Linked DNA regions of Danio rerio: region 2 is linked to region 1. A link is a contact called in public HiCAR-type data. All regions are on one chromosome and are shown on one strand. The core of a region is the stretch at or near the end of the contact, and the rest is flanking DNA. Distances in the headings are between cores, read along the strand shown.

The links. HiCAR-type assays count read pairs that join an accessible place to other places.
Region 2: a contact with region 1 is called in a HiCAR-type map of caudal fin, with 7 times the contacts expected there. The contact joins the enhancer-like site here to the promoter of plxnb2a.1 in region 1. A contact is called at or near these places in 1 of 18 Hi-C or Micro-C datasets (caudal fin) and 3 of 4 datasets of contacts at active chromatin or transcription factors (caudal fin, embryo and gastrula embryo).

What each region holds. Positions count from the first base shown.
Region 1 is chr4:15,067,769-15,070,468 of GRCz12tu, forward strand. It overlaps plxnb2a.1 (plexin b2a, tandem duplicate 1), which reads right to left and starts at 1,433. Exons shown (of 35, transcript NM_001161600.1): 1 at 309-1,433; 2 at 37-225. The coding sequence starts at 1,433.
Region 2 is chr4:15,201,767-15,204,466 of GRCz12tu, forward strand. It overlaps a transcript of plxnb2a.1 not described here. Among named protein-coding and RNA genes, the nearest start is that of plxnb2a.2, 22 kb to the right of the region's middle. Within about 2 kb of position 1,420, at least 1 of the 62 cell types and tissues checked has an H3K27ac peak or open chromatin away from gene starts, as enhancers often do. A contact at or near this core is called in caudal fin, where this site is marked.

The sequences.
Region 1 (2,700 bases), core at 183-2,682:
TAAAGAACAGAAAGCAGACCTTGCAATGGGACTCACCTTCAAGACGTCTGCACCACTGGTTCCCAAGAATGCCACAGTGTGTTCGTTCTCCACCGCCACAGCTACAGCTGTCAGCATGTCATTCCTGGTGTAGATAGGTTTGACGGCTAAAGCATACTCAGGTTTACTGGCTAGTGGAGATGGCAGAAACTCTGCGCCACATATATATGCCTTTACCATGTTCTTCTGTTGGGCAAAAATACACCACAATCAGACTAGCTATAAAACACAAAACAGAGAAGCAGAGCTGAAGAAACTCAACAACTCACATCTCTTTTGGTCTTGCATATGGCTTCATTCTTGGAGTTGTAGGGTGAATAAACAGTCTTCGGTTTGTCATCCTCCAGAACTTCTCCTGTGTAGCAGGACTCAATCACCTCCTCAAACCTGGCATTAATGCTGCTAAGCGGGTACATGCACAATGCTGAACGCCCGTCCGCCTCATCTGCACTGAACACTCCAAAGAGAACCTTATCATTTAAATTTGACGGGACGATATTCTGAGCCAAATCCTTTCCAGGTTTAGCCAGATACGCTGCTTGGACTTTGTTGAATGTGTTCTCTTGTTGTTCGGTGTTAACAGTGCAGTTGAGCTGAAGTTCTGTGTAAGAATAATAATGATGGTCGTTCTCGCAAAGGCGTGCTATAAATGTAATCTTCGTGCTGTCGCTAGTGCCAGGAGAGCGGGAGAACAGGAAGTAGATGTAGCCATTGTCTTTAAACGTGTAGCGAAAATCGTGGTGGTACCGAAGGACAAACGCACTCGTTTGAACAGTGGAAGCTTCAACCATGTTCTCAAAAACATCCATTTCTCCATGTTCCTGCAGCAACCGAGTGCTAATGAGCTTTGAGCTGTCCGAACTTCCATAGCCTTTTCCCACTAGAAATACACTGAGGTTAGCATTAGTAGTAGTGTCCTTAAAATAAGAAATGACCCCCACCACAGTGACAGATTCCTCAGTGCTGGCAACATATGTCTTCTCTCCTTTGGTGTCACTGTAGTACACCGGTTTATTCACACTGTTGAGGTTTACCAAAGAGCAGATGCCCCTGAAAAGGCTTCCACAAACGATCAAGGTGCCGTTGGCGGAGTTAACCAGAAGGAGTTTGTTAAAGTTGTCCATTTCCTTCGCATCGGTGCACTGCGCAGTGATAGGTGGAGTGCATTGTGGGTTGTCTTTCTTAGGGCCTGTGTCTGCTCTGCTCTCCTCCTGTAGATTGTGGTTCAGCTGAAAGATCCCATTGACAGCTCCAAGGTAGATTCGGCCTGTTTGAGGGTCCTGGACCACATTATTGATGATGGTAGGAGACGAGAACTGTTCTTGAGCATCATCACAGCAAGATGAGCCAAAACACAGTAGTAGAGAGAAAGCTGCCAGGGCCCTCCACGCCATCTCTTAAAAAAAACAGAAAAAACAAGAAATATATCACATACGAGTAATACTACTACTACTACTACTACTAATAATTCCTTACATTTATATAGCACTTTTTTAGACACTCAAAGCACTTTACATTTTTTTGGTAATCTCATCAACTACCACCAGTGTGCAGCATCCACCTGGATGACACGACGGCAGCCATATTACGCCAGAGCGATGAAAAGTGATAAAGTCAATCATGATATAGGGATGGTTAGGAGGCCATGATAGACAGAGGCCAGTGGGCAGGTTGGCCAGGATGTCGGGGTTAAACCCCTACTCTTTTTTGCAGCACATCCCAGGATTTTTAACGACCATAGAGAGTCGGGACCTTTGTTTAACGTCTTATTTAAAAGATGACGCCAACTGAGCAGTATAGAGTCCTCGTCAGTATACTGGGGCATTAAGACCCACACAGACCCCAGATTGGTCGCAAGGTACTAACCGGGTACAGCCCTGCGTACTTTCAGTGGGCGACCATGTGAGAGTTGCAGAGAACTAGAAGCCGGCAAAGTGTAAAATCCTTTGCAAAATTTGTCAACAAACCTGTCTGTATCTACAAGCCTCTCAAACGATAAGCATGTTTTAATTTCCCAAAATATAATCAGTAATTGAAATGCTCTTCTAATTAAGATACATCTATACAAATATTACATTTCTAAGAACTTAGAATCTGACACAATTTTCTGTTCGCCTAGACACTCTTATTTGCCAAATACAGATCCTTGCCTTGAAATGAAGCACTAATGAAAAAATGCACTTGAAAACTGCCGTCTTTATACAACCTGAAATTCTTTGGCATGCATCATTATACTACAGTTAAGTCAGCACTAGTCAGAAGGGCTATCAACAAAGACTAAGTTAAAAGAAAAATCGATCTAGCCTTCCCTCAGTGGGGTTGCAGACGGCTGCATGATTTGACACGCTGATACAAGCGAAGCATTTCTAAAGAGGCTTGTCCTCCACCCCTGCACTCCTTTATATTTCTCTTTTTCGTCCATCCCTTCAGCACTTCTGCAGGACCTAAAAACATTGAGGCTGAAGTCAAACACTCATCAAAGGAGTCGCAGGGCGGCCTGATTCCAGCATAACAGACGGCGGCTCAGTGAATTACGGGTACAACCTCAGAAGCTGGGCCAAACAATTCTGTCCTCCTTCCTGTAAACAAGTCCTATGATGGCTAGAATGGCATGTAAAGTTATTGTGTTAAACAGGAAGATCTAATCACAGTCGCTCCTTG
Region 2 (2,700 bases), core at 170-2,669, 130 kb after region 1:
TTATGCGTATTCCATTATGAATAACAACACATTCAATAATAAACTGGCTTCCAGCTTCTGTTTTATTTCAGCAAATTACACTGTAAAAAAAAACATCTGTTTATTAACCGTTTACGTATTTTAAGTGTTTTCCATTTATTTACCGTTGTGTATTGCATTTTGGGTCTTTAATCTCTGCTTTGTCGATTTTTGATGCTGAAATTCAACCCTACAGTTTAACAAAGTGACTTTTATTGACATTTCAGTAGTTTAAAAACATTCAATTTAATTTAAATGAAATAATAATAAAATAGAGAGAAAAAAAGTGTAAAATAACAAAAAATGTACTGGCAGTTTACTACAAGGTTTTGTACCATAAAACAAAAACACCAACTCAGACAATATATCACTCTAAACTATTAAAAACATTAATAAAAGTCACTTTTAAAAAACTTTTTCATGTTAAAAATAGCTGGAAGACAGATAAAAATCCCATAATGCAACTCAAAAGCATAAACAAATAAGGAAAAATAAAAATATGAATTCAAAAATATGGAAATCTGCTAAATACAGTATTTTTTTACAGCATAGTTACTACTTGATTTTATTTTAATGTGACACACTAAGAAGTCAGGCAATAGAAAGTTAATTGTTAATAATACCCTTCAACTGAGCTAATATTCGTCTAATTATAGTCATCAAATCAGTGCAAGCACTCCAAAACTAATGCAATCACAAATCACTCCTGATATTTTTTTCACATCATTGGTGTAACTAGGGTTTAGGTTAACAAAGTGAGGATTAAAAGTGGATTTAAAGCGTTAAATCCACCCCAAAATGAAAAATCTGTCATCATTTACTCACCCTCAAGTTGGTCCAAACACACAAGACTTCTGTTTGTTTTTTAATAAAGACTGAATGAAATCAAACGTAAGAGACTTGTTTCACTCCAATAAATGTCTATTCAACCAAAACTCCTTCAATGCCTCAAAATGGTTTAAGAACTAAATACATTCTGAATTAAAAATGTTTATCTTATAATGCTACCCTGTCTCTTCAGAACGCTTTGATTAAACTGGTTGATTCACATGGATAATTCATCTCTTCTGAGTGAAAAAAGAAAGCTCTCAGATTTGATTTAAAATATTGCCATCTGTGTTTCAAAGATTTCTCATGGGTTTGGACAATTAAACTTTCGTTTTAGGGCAAACTAACCTCTTTATGCACAAGATACGAATAAAGAAATTTCCAAGAAACATTGTGCATTAGTACTAAATGCCATCTGGCGTCGCTTTCTCCATCTGAAATAACCATCCAGGTGAGCTTTTGAGCATAGCTGCCAATCTAATGCACTTGAAACTTCCAGGAAAAGATTCAGCAGTTTAGTAATGCTTTAACACATACCTTTAACTCATAAACAAACATTCAAAATGATGATCGGTTGTGTAACATTTGCAAGCACTTAACTTCAATACGATATAAACAACAACGCAGCCATCCAATTACAGAGGAGAGGGAAATTTGATTACCCCATTACAGTTGATTTTATCACAACAGCTTGTATAATATGAGAGCTGGGTGTAATTGGGAGAATAAACAAGCCAGGAGAAAATGAAATGAATGTAAGTGAAACTCTTCAGATGATGGCGTCAACAACAGAGATAGCTTTACACACACACACACACACAGGCTGTGACAAATGGTTCACGGACAATCGAACACAACATCCCATCATTAAACTTGGTTTTACATCCCTAAAGAGCATCTTAGGTGGGATTGCGGAAGCTATTCTATTAGTTGACTTTTTTCATCAACAGAACATCATAAAAGATTTTAATTGGAAATTCGTTGAAAATTAAAGCTAACTAAGACTTTTAAAGTCAAAATAAAAGTGCCGCTATTATGGATTTTGGAAAATTTCCTTTCATGCATGCAACACAGCTCTATGTGAATAACAACATACAGCTGAGGTTTAAATCAGAAAGTGTAATGTGTATAAACTCAACACAATCTCACGGCAATTCGTAACTTTTTCATTTAATGGCAAATTCGTACAATCTAATTCGTACATTTTAGTACGATTTGCTCATCCCCCAATGACGGTTGGGTTTAGGGGTGGGGTTAGATGCCACACCTCCTTTTTAAAATCGTACAATTTCTTACGACTGAACTTGTACGAATTCGTACGAATTAGCCACTAAACTGCCAATACATAAAATACTTACGTTTTCTCGTGAGATCAGGCTGACAAACTACAGTCATGGACTCTCAAAAACAAAGAGTCCATAATATGAATTGTCATGCATACGAATCATCAGCCATTTTTGTGACATCTAAACAAAACGTTGCCTACAAGTGTGCTTAAAAAGCTTGTATATTAAAGACAAATGCCTATTATAAGACAATTAAAGAGCTTTCTTAAGTTGCATAGATACCTGTTGTTGGGGACTCCCAAAACCAAACTATGGCCTTTCATAATTCATAATCAGGGCACTTCAATTCACATGGCATGACAATACATGTCTTATAAAGTAAAACTGCCAATATTTATAAACATAATCTGCAATTAGCCCTCTTGCATTGTTGTGGCATGTGTATTATAAGCAGTGATTAAATTTGTTTTTTGACTCTCAATCTGCATTCTAAGGGTCTTTTAACTTATGATAAACATCAACCACAGCACGGATGACCTGAAGGCCATTTTTTGGGTGAACTAGCCCT